2 separate regions of the Capsicum annuum genome follow, and region 2 is linked to region 1. Evidence: chromatin contacts called from public Hi-C data. All regions are on one chromosome and are shown on one strand. The core of a region is the stretch at or near the end of the contact, and the rest is flanking DNA. Distances in the headings are between cores, read along the strand shown.

What was found. A called contact is a pair of places that touch in the nucleus more often than the background predicts.
Region 2: a contact with region 1 is called in a Hi-C map of bud, with 2.6 times the contacts expected there. The contact joins the promoter of LOC107859583 here to the promoter of LOC107859578 in region 1. A contact is called at or near these places in 2 of 5 Hi-C or Micro-C datasets (bud and leaf).

The regions. Positions count from the first base shown.
Region 1 is chr2:133,911,561-133,917,678 of UCD10Xv1.1, reverse strand. LOC107859578 (protein DETOXIFICATION 40) reads left to right here and starts at 3,214. Exons shown (of 8, transcript XM_047407054.1): 1 at 3,214-3,355; 2 at 4,158-4,537; 3 at 4,843-5,474; 4 at 5,879-5,935. The coding sequence starts at 4,238.
Region 2 is chr2:134,094,239-134,100,356 of UCD10Xv1.1, reverse strand. LOC107859583 reads left to right here and starts at 2,428. Exons shown (of 4, transcript XR_007052406.1): 1 at 2,428-3,128; 2 at 3,507-5,081.

The DNA.
Region 1 (6,118 bases), core at 1,965-4,464:
TTCTTTAAGATGATGAGGACTAGTCACTTCACTTTTTTTGAAGAGAACAGGTTCCTTCTAGCTAAATTGGTGACAACACCTGAAAAATGTTGGTTTCATAAAAATATAGCACCCTTTAAAAGCATAGAATAGAGGTGAATAATCTCCGCAAAGACGGGTTGCGCTCCTCTCCATTTTTCCCAAGATCTTGCTTGGATGAGAGACACATAACATGTGTTAAAATGAGGATAAATTTCATTCTTAGTCACTTAACTATGTATCTATTACCCAAAAGTTATTTTTCTTTCATTTATTTCATCCATGGTCACTTAACTTTGTATTTATTACGCAAAAGCCACTTTTTTTCATTTATTTCGTCCATGGTCATTTAATTTTACTCCAACCATCACAAAAGTCACTATAACCGAATTTTACAATAATTTCATAAAAAAATTATGTGACAACCTTAATAAGTTCTTAATTTTAATTTAAGTGAATATATAATATATTACTCATATCCTGACCCCTTTATATATGCACAACCCAATTTTCCTTATGATTTGTTTAAAGAAAGAATACCAATTAAATTTCTTAATAGATGAGATTACCTAATGAAGACTATTTTCATAAAAAAAAAAAATTGGCTGATATTTTTATGAAATAAAATTATATTTATATATTCTTAAAATCCTCTAAAGTTGAGACATATATTGGTAAATTATTTTTTTCACTAATATATCATGACATGTAGTTGATAAAATTATTTTTCTCCTCTAAAATTGTGACATGTAGTTGATATTTTTTTCATACATTCTTTTTGTTGCCAATTGAGTCTTTGCATTCGGTATATCATAATAATATGATAAACTACTCTATTTACCGAGTTTGTCTTTTTATTTTTAATTGTTTGACTAATCGATTAGTTTTCTTAAAAAAATTTATTATAATATTCAATTTCTGATAAATTACATATTATTTAATTAATTTAATTGATAAATATAAAAATTAGATATCCTATAATTTCTTTATCTATTAAAGTACTTAATTTTATAACTTTTATTAACAAAACTGTACGTTAATATAATATTTTTTGTACAAATTTTGACAATACTTATTCAATGACACAATTAAAAAGATTTTATTTTAAAACTATCTTTAGCGTGTTGATTTATCTTCAAAATTATTTTTTAAAAAAATAAAAAATATCATACATGTATGTGTTTTGAAGAATTTATCTTGTTTATCACTCTTTTTCGATGCACCTTTTTGGCAGATGAATGTAATATTATGAAATATTTCATAAAAATATCAACTAAATTTTTTTATGTAAATAGTATTCATTAGATAATCTAATCTATTAAGAAAATGATAGTCTTTCATTAAATAATCCATAAGGAAATTTGGGTTGTCCACATATAAAAAAAGTTAAGATACGAGTAATATATTATATATTCACTTAAATTAAAATTAATAATTAATTAAGGTTGCCACATCATTTCTTCGATGGCATTATTGTAAAATCCAGTCATAGTAACTTTTGTGATGGTCGGAGTAAAGTTAAATGACCATGGATGAAATGAATGAAAGAAAAGTGACTTTTGCGTAATAGATACAAAGTTAAGTGATCATGGATGAAATTTACCTCTATTCATGGTTAAGATTTGACTAATAAATATTTTATATATTTGCTTCAAAAATATTTAGTAATTTCAAAATTACAACTACCAAATTATTTTATCCATAAATATATTTTTTAAAAATTCTCTCTTCCTACTTTTTTCTTCTAACCATGATTTAACTAGAAAAAAATTATCCTATGATTAAAAAAATATTTTATGGTAAATTTTTTTTTATAGATATACCCTTATCATTTTAAAAACTTTATTATTTTTGCCTTTTCCAAATTTCTTAGCTCTTATCATTTTTTCTCTTCATCCAAAAAAAAAAAAAAGACTAGCTATAAAAAAAATTGGCAAAGCCAAAATCATGACAACAGTAAAAAATTATCTCATAAATATAAATCTTTGAGTAGTAAATTATTATAATAACACAAGCATTATCGATATTATAATAAAAATAATCAATTAGCATAATTAAAAAGAAACTTGGTTATTAAAAATATTGAAGTGTCACCATTTATACTCATAGCTAATTTTAAAGAAAAAGTATCTAATGGTTAAAATGAAATAAAAAATTAACTTAAAGAAGTTGGAAGATAGTCCATGAGCATAAAAATAGAACACAGCGTAGAAAAAAAGGTAGAAATAGATAGAATTTTTTTTAAAAAAAATATATTTAGGGGTAAAATAATTATGTAACTATAACAATTGTTGAATTACTAAAATTTTGGAAGCAAATAGGTAAAATATTTGTTGTTCATATCATGGTCAGAATCTTAATTTAGTAATTAAATCTTAACCATTCATTTTAACTAATATCATGTGTCTCTCATTCAAGTAGAAACTTGAAGAAAATAGAGATAACAGAAATGCAGAGGAGTCGAATCCCACAAAGACCGTATGAGCGTGCAATTATACTTCGAATGCTTCATCATAGCATAAATCGATTCATTTTCCTTTTTTTTCTTATGCACATGTTTTATATCACCAACACTCAAATACCAAATGCCATGATTTGGCAACACTTCAAAAGCGCGGTCTTTATATTATTAAGAAGAGCAAAATTCAGAAATAGCATATTTATTCCCTTAATTATGAGTTTCATAGCAACAGTTTCATAATTACATAATATAACAAGTTGTATTTTGTATTTTTGCAAACTGTTGCTACAAAAATATAAATACATATTGATTTTTATTGTCCTTATGATCGATATGTATTTTGTATTTTTGCAAACTGTTGCTATAAAAATACAAATACATATGCTACAAAATGTAATTTGATAAAAATGTTGCTATTTTTTGTAATTTAATACTTAAATATGTTACTTTATGTATTTTTTCCTATAAAGAACACTTCAATAAAGCCCACCCCTTAAAACTAGAATGTAGTGTTGCACAAATATTTTGGTTGCACCTTTCAAGTGTTCCCTAAAACTAGAGCTGCCATAGGCCAAAGTTGTAGCGATGAATTAATTGTATATATAAGTATAAAATATTTATATTTAATTTCTTAAACTTTATATGCGGTCAAATACATTCAAATAAATGGAAACAATGAAGCATCATTTAGCGGAAAGGAAGTTATAAAAAAAAATAGATTGGGGTGGGGGAGAGGGGGGGGGGGGTTAATAATTTCATAAGATGGAATTAATTATCATTTCTTAGATCTTCCCTGTTAATAAGGTAGATCTGATCTCTGTGACGGATTTTCACATGAGTTACCATGCTCTATATATCAACAACTACTGTACAAATGTACGCAGTTATCTTTAAAGATTCCATCTAACAAATCCAACTATACTAATTGTTACCAAGTAATTCACAAAATGATATATATTAACCATTAATTTATCATCTATCATTTATATTATATGCCTAAAATATAGTTTCTGTTCGTTCTACATGCTCATTAGGATACTACATTCTATGGCTTGATCGAAAAAATAGTTGATTGATCGATAGATTGATTAAAAGGTGTTTCAGTGTATTGGTGCATTATACGTCCAAGAAAAGTAGTGTAATTTAGTATGGAAGAGATGTAATTCCATGCTTCATAAAATGATGACATACATTAACCTCTCAAATCTCACATGAAACGGCCTCAAGAAGACTTTTTCATCCAAGTAATTTTTATATGCCAATAAAGATCTTTTTTCTTCTCCATTCTACATGCTCGTTGAAATTACTAGATTCTATATGGCTTGTCAATAAAGAATTTATTGATAGATGTCTCATTATGTTAGCAGTTTCTGTGTCCAAGAATTTTTTCTCATTTTGTTAAAATGCTACAACGCGATTTTTGTACTAGCTAGATTCTTTAGTGTAACTTGTAGAAGATGACATAGTGGAAGATTAATGCATTTGTGTGATATAGCTTTCAGAAAAGGAGTAGTGCCATATTGCTGGTGACAAATTTACACGTACACAAGTACTGCACAAGATAAATATCTTTATATATTCCATCAAACAACTCCAACTATATACTGATTGTTACATACCATGTATTAATTCCACTCTTCACAAAATGACATACATTCTTTACCTCTCATTTTCTCAGATTAAATGTCAAGATGACAACTTCATCTATTATTTATATGCCTACAAGTTACTTTCATTACATTCTACTTTCACATTGGCATGGGAAAAATTATGGAGTCTGAAGCTGAGCAGCCCTTGTTGGCTGCCCATGGGGCGAGTTCTGAGCTCGAGGAGGTGCTCTCCAACTCCCAATTACCTTACTTTCAACGCCTTAGGTCCGCCTTTTGGATCGAATTCCAGTTGCTTTTTCGACTTGCAGCCCCTGCAGTGGCTGTCTACATGATCAATAATGCTATGTCCATGTCTACACGAATCTTTTCGGGTCAACTTGGAAACCTTCAGCTTGCTGCTGCCTCTCTTGGCAATCAAGGCATCCAATTATGTGCTTATGGCCTTATGGTATACCCTTATATCTCTAAGTTTCTTTCGCAAATCGTATGGCCTTATGGTATACCCTTATATCTCTAAGTTGCTTTCGCAAATCGCAATATGATGTAAGTTCCTTATATTTGTCCATTTGGTATTTATGGCTATGCAATTTTCAACTTAAACTATGATAGTAAAGGAAAAGAAAGTTGAGAACTTGTGTGTGCAAAAAAGGAAAAGCTAGCAGAGGAATTTTGATGACAAAACAACACTACATGTATAACTTTTCCAATTTTCTTCTTCTTTTTTTTCTTTTCATTTTTCCCTTGTTGTTGCAGCTAGGGATGGGCAGTGCAGTGGAAACTCTATGTGGACAAGCATATGGAGCTAATAGATATGAAATGTTAGGAGTCTACCTACAAAGATCAACAGTAGTACTTTCAATAACAGGCATACCACTAGCTGTGGTGTATTTGTTTTCCAAGAACATACTGCTCGCGCTTGGTGAATCAAAACCAGTTGCATCACAAGCAGCAGTATTTGTGTATGGCCTAATACCCCAGATATTTGCTTACGCGGTGAATTTCCCAATACAGAAGTTCTTGCAATCTCAGAGTATTGTAGCCCCTAGTGCCTTTATTTCCCTAGGGACTCTATTTGTACACTTACTGCTCAGTTGGATTGTTGTATACAAAATTGGACTGGGATTGATAGGGGCATCACTGGTATTGAGTCTTTCTTGGTGGATTATTGTTGGGGCTCAGTTTATATACATATTGACAAGTGAAAGGTGTAAGGCTACTTGGACAGGTTTTCGATGGGAGGCATTCAGTGGATTATGGGAATTCGTGAAGTTATCGGCGGCTTCAGCTGTTATGTTGTGTTTGGAGACATGGTATTTTCAAATTCTTGTGTTGCTTTCAGGGTTGCTCAAGAATCCTGAGCTTGCATTGGATTCTATCTCAGTATGGTGAGATTTTGTTACCCTTCTGTTTATTTGTATGCTACCAAAAACTACATTCTGTTCATGATCTCATAAAACTAGTTAGCTATATCTATATATATTATAGTGTCAATATCAAGAAATTTCTCTCTAAAAAAGGTTAAGTTGTTAATCAATTAGCTATGACTTGATATTCTTGGCCAACATTTTACACCCGTTGCCTTCTACTGGAACTATACATATATACAATTTTTTGATACGTGTATTTATACAGAGGTTTAATTTGATCCTTTATCGCGAGGGAGAAATGATTGCAATGGTACTCTACACGCATACACTCCTTTAAATTCTGGATCCACTTCTGTTGCCTTGAAAAGTTAAAAATGACTTGCCAATGAACTAAAGAAATCTTTTTACTTTTATATTTGTAGCATGGCAGTGAATGGGCTGATGTTCATGGTTGCAGTGGGGTTCAATGCTGCTGCTAGGTCAGTTTTTCTTTCTTGGTTACCCATTAACCATTCATGGTATATATATTCTATTTAAAATTATATACCATGACAGTTCAAAATAATTACTTGTGATTATGTGCAAGTTACCAAACCATTCTTGTTAAAGAATATTACCTATATTTACAAGTGATATGGTATAAGAAACATTTAAACAGTTAG
Region 2 (6,118 bases), core at 1,179-3,678, 180 kb before region 1:
TGGTTACCAAGAAATTGAGTTGGTTATACCTTAAGATGAATTATTGATTCAAGAGTGAAAGTATACAAACATTACACTTTGCCACATTATACTTTAGCATATAGTCATAGTCCACTTATAGCCATAGGTCACATAGCTCCCTAGACCAGAACAAATATTCAAAAGATCACTCGAGGAGGATTCTTTTGCTTATTGCTTGTGGAGTGTGGACAGAGAAAGAGTATTACCCATACTTGTTTGTAATAACATGCCTCAGGTTTTTATATATTTGCACTTTAACTTGAACTTCAAGCCCTTATATTTTATTGTCTCACTGATTTAATTAGCAAAAAAAAATTCACTCCCCTAATTTAGGATAGGCAGAAAGAATACAGAATTTATGGATGGCAAGTTTAATTAAGATAAAAAAAAAGTGAAGTTAAAAGTAAAATTAGGTGACATTGTTGTACTTGAATGCAACCGATTTAAATATTTAAGCTCAATTATTAAAGAAGATTGTACGACAGATGAAAATATAGAATAAAGTAGGATGGTCCCTCTGATTTGATTGAGTTAATTTAGCAATTATTAGTTCTAAATTATTAAGTTTGCCATAGTAGTTAGTACATAAGCTGCTGAAAATATCCAAAGCCTTTCTGTTTACATACATGCATTTATAGAAACTACAGTCAAGATCAACAAAACACACTTATCAATAGTAAGGGTAGTAAGTTTCCAGTCATCAAATTTTCTGGTTCTCTATCTTGTAATCATCATAAGAAACAATTGAGTTTGTTTCTTACAAATTTACAATTGGAATCAGATTAAGTTAATAACAAACAAAACAAGCAATATATATATCAGATTAAGTTAATAACAAACAAGCAATATATATATGGATAAATCAACCAACTATATACATCAACATGGCCAATAATTCAAAGGTACACAAACATGCCTATTTAGTCCAGTGCTTTATCAAGTTATTTCTCACATTAGTAAGTTGGAAGGCCTGCCATTTAGAATGGCTAGTTTGCTCTAGCCCGTAGACAGGATTGGGTTGGGCTGTACCTACCCATTTTTAGCTTCTTAATTAATTGGGAAAATTACAGCCCAATGTCTTTGGATCATCTAGTTTGCAAAATATGTCCCCGTTTGACCATAGATTTTCCAAATAGTTTTTTTGGGAAAAAACTTGGCAAATAGTGTTTGATCATAGAATTTGTCATTATTTGGCAAATAAATACTAGTATTTGGGCCAAATTTCTATTTTTGTGAACTCTTATTTAAGTGAACTATGTTTTTCAAATACTACAGTCAAGCACATTGTGAGATTTCACCCAAATCTTTATTCAAAAATTAACTTGCCAAAAATATTTGATCAGAATCTATAGCCAAATGCTAGCTTAGTATTTTTTTTTTTAACACATATTGTGTATATAGTAGGGAAGATAGTAGAGAATATACTTTATTCATATACATATACTATACATAAAATATACATATATATACACAACATATATAACTGAAGTGTATAATAGTGTATACTTCAGTCATGGTAGTAAACTAGATAGTCAAACGATACATCTACATAGTTTTCCTTCTTAATTTTTTCATTTCATGATATTAAAGTTAGACTTATTTTACATTTTTGATTCACACTATGTAAGAATTTCCATTTTATCCATATTTAATATATTTTATTCCAAGCGTTGGAGTGTCATAGTCTTACATTGGGTATGGATGAGGTATTCAGTCTTCATATATAGTTTTAGACCTTATTTTACTCATGAGCTAATTTTTGAAATTAAGTTGGACCAAAATTTTCATTTGTTATACACGAATGAATACCATACTCCTTCATGACACTTTCTATGCTTGTACACGTTAGGGTCAATTGGGGTACGATCACTCATATATAGTAGTAATTTTTTCATCAGATGAAATATTGATCAACCAAATAAATTAAACATGGACATAGTTAGATGGTCTCTAATTTAATTTGGATAGTTATATTATCATAAGTTGAATTTGACACGAATAGTTATATTTCTCCTCCCATGCAATGCAATTCCAGGTAATTAAGGAAAAACAGTAGTTAATTATATTATGGATAATCATTTTGTTTCCGACAAATTTACATGGCTGACACTAACGAAATCATAAACGTTTAGCTAGAGCCTAGAGGCATGATATATGATTAAAATGTAGTGAGGATAATTAGCACCAACAGGAATTTGTCCCCGCATAATCAGCAAAACTATTTTCAACTCAAAATTAGCCTCTTAGAAAATAAAAGTTTTCATATCAACTTCTTATATTTGAGTATCCAAAGTTCTTTATTAGACATTTTGAAAATTAAACGTGCACAAAAAGTTACGAGAAAAGGTTAAAGCATTATGGGGTTAGTGTATGAGGACAAAAAAATAACATCACACAATCAAAGGTAGAGTCAGTCATAGGAATTGTCAATGTTAGTATTAAATTTCAGTGGACCTACTATCCCAAAAGTCCGACAATCCCACCAGCCCTTTCCCCTGTTTCAAACTTTCTTAATTGCTTATAGAGTAATTCAAATATAGACACCTATTACCTTCTGTACACCCATGTGAGTTTACATGTTATTCCTTAAATCATATAAGTATGTAATGTTGTTCGAATTTCTAAGTGTGTATTTTGCATGTTCATTGCTACTATTTCTGCGACTGACCATAGAATGAGGACTCTGAGCTTCATATTAGTACAATCGTACAAACTGAAATTGTGTTGGATGTTTTCTTGTTGAATAATAGGAAGATCAGAGATGGGACTGCTAGTTCAATTGATTGTCAGTTGACTAATATGATCACAACCTGAATCACCGTCGGAAGAAAACAAGAACTCCGATGGCCGGAGGTCGGAGGAGGGTGAAGGGTGAAAGTGGATCAGCCTCAGCCAGTCATATTTTGGTGAGCAAGGTTCAGGGAAAATGCAATGATCCTTTGATGGAAATGGAATATTGCAGAGGATTTGAGCGTTTTAATGGTGGGGAAAAGATGGGTGTCTCTGCTCGAAAGCTCGCCGCTGGTCTGTGGCATTTGGCGGCGGAGTTCGCCTCCGATGATGGTGGTGGCGGCATGAAGCGGCTACAGTGTGGTTCGATTCACCCTGTAAGTTTTCACTAATTGATGATCAATGAACAAATCAAATAGTGATAATGGTTTATGTATTTTCTTGGCTCATTTCTGCAAAGGCAACTTGTTCACATGGTGCAATTTCACCACTGATTAGTTAATTATGAGTGTTGATCTGCTAATTAATGGGGTAGCTGGGGATTTCAATTATAGTTATCAGCTAAAGTAGGCGAAGTTAAAGTAGGACGCGAAGCTTTTCAGTTTTATTTTATGCCTCACTCCATTCCTGCTTTACGTCTGATCGTTTTTCTTCGTCTCTTTCCTCTATTTCATTCTACTAGATAACAGGAAGTCCCATTTTGATTAAAATCCAGAGTTTCTGACCATTTCCATGATTATTTTCGTTATTGCTAGCTCCCTTCTTGGATACCAATTCCTAAATCTGCGTCTGAGGGAGCTACAAAGTGGGATCCTGGCCGCTACAAAATGTCCAGTGAAATTGATCATCCCAATGGCCTCGTAAAGCTTTATAAAGATCAACATACTGCAACTACCTCACTTGCTCCTGCTTTACAAGTTGAACTAGTAAGAGCAAGAATTTGCATTGAAGAGCTAGAATCTGAAAGGAGGCGTCTTGGGAAGAAATTCAAACACTTTGTGAGGAATCTGAATGAAGAAAGAACCTCGTGGATGAGAAAAGAATGTCAGAAGATGCACGCTGTAGTTGATGGCTTAAAAGATGATTTGAGAAGAGAAAGAAGAAACTGTAAACAGTTGGATATTATTAATTCCAAATTACTGGTTGGTCTAGCTGATTCGAAGTTATCCTCCAGACAATATATGCATGATTATGAGAGAGAGAGAAAATCTAGAGAGTCGCTGGAGGATGTGTGCAGTGAGCTAGTCAAGGAGATTGAAGAAAATAGAGCTGAAATTGAAGCATTGAGGAGTGAAAGAGCCAGACTTGATGAGGAAGTGGAAGAAGAGAGAAAAATGCTTCAATTGGCTGAGGTTTGGCGCGAAGAACGGGTTCAAATGAAGCTGATTGATGCAAAGCTACTTTTAGAAGAAAAATATTGCCTGATGAGTGATCTTATATCAGAATTTCAGAGCTTTATGAGATCTAATAATGAAATTGTGGACATGACTGACTTAGTTGAAGTGCAAGTGGTCAAGCATGTTTTTGACTCGTTGAACATCCAAGAAATAAAGGAGTTCTCTTCTAGCTCCCCAATATCAAATGGCATATATACACCAAACGAGGGTTCTGTTATTTTTGAAGCTAAGAAATTGGAAACTAATGAATGTGTTGGTTATAACAATCCTTGCCATTCCTCTGCAATCTTAATTGCTGGTACTGAGAGTAGAAATGGTGCTATGAACACCAGCAGTGAATGTCTGAATGTCTTTCTTGATCACGACGAGAGTTGGAAAGATGCAAGTGGTAGGAAAACAGTGACCCAAGCTGAAGATCACTTTTCAAATTACACTGATGGTGAAACTGAGCATTCTGCCAATGGTATTGATCGAGGCAGATATCTTTTATGTGGCAAAGTGAATCATGAGCAGACCACTGGTCAATCGGGTCCTCTGGATTTTGAGACCAGTGAAATCTCCCCGGTATTGCCAAAGAAATCAAAGAAGAAAGGATCCTCTTTTCGCAAGCTTTGGAGATCATCACTCTCAAATGATGATTTGTGCAAGACAATATCACTTGATGACAGTGGAAAACTTTCAAATGGATCAATACCTAACGTGGATGTTATTTTGTCCGAGAATGTACCAGCTGAAAGAGCACTAGACTACCAAGATTTTGTGAGTCATTGCTGCTCAGGTGGTCCAAGAAATCCACATACCGCTCGAGCCATGAAAGGATGTATTGAATGGACACGTGGAATCCCGAAGCATGGCTTGAAGTCCAAGCTCTTGGAAGCAAGAATTGAAAGCCAAAAATTGCAATTGTGCAATGTGCTTAAACACTTCAATTAGGTGGGGAATGGCTTCAGTTTACTGCTTTAGGTAATTAATTGTACAAATTTCATGAACTAGTAGTTGAATTCACGTGGTAGAGAGCAGCTGTAACAGTTTTGGCTATTCATAACTGCTTCTTAAGAATTTCAATGATGTTCATCTTCTCAATGAACTTCCAGATATCATTAATCTCCCTTAAGTTCACATTAGATATGTTATTTTTGTCTTGTACATGCCATCTTCCATTACATAAAATGTGGCATTTTAATCCTGTCATCAATATAAAATCGAAGAGTTATTTCTATCTATGCATGATCTTAAACGTTAAACTCTTTCTTTCCTCAAGATCCTGTTTTCTTTCCCGGTATCTTTTTTCTACTTTTGAAGGTGAACCAGAAGTGTTTACCGGGAGCAGAGAGGACTATAAAGAACAGTCTGAACTGTTTCTCGCCCTTCCTTAGACTATAACATTGTATCGTTGCCTTTGATAATAGTTGAATGTTACTTCTTAAAGATGAGATGAGAAAAATAAGCCAGAAGGGCCCGGCAAGTTTCCAATTAAAAAAAAGGAGACAAGTGGGTCCCACAAACTTGTTCCTAAAAAAACTAAGTCCCTTGAACAACTGGGATAGTTGTGGGACAATTAGGTTAGTTGTCTGAACAACTTCTCTCAGTTGTCGAACAACTAGTTGTTCAACAACTAGGTGCAGTTGTAGGACAACTGTGCCGAGTTGTCCTATAACTTGCGCAGTTGTTGAACAACTTTGGTAGTTGTTGAACAACTTCGCAAAGTTGTCAAACAACTACCAAAGTTGTTCTACAACTGGGGCACGGAAAAACTTAAAAAATAAAACTCAAAAAAAAAATTTGTCCCTCCCACCTAATTTAAAAAACTTAAAGGACTCCTACTTAATCGGACAACTTATTTGTCCTTTTTAATCCAAAGTCCCATGGTATAACACTTGCTCACAATGGGGACTCTACTAATGAAAGTGATTGTACCTTGATTGAAGATTTAATCTCTTTCAATATTTTTCAAAGTATATATGGAATGA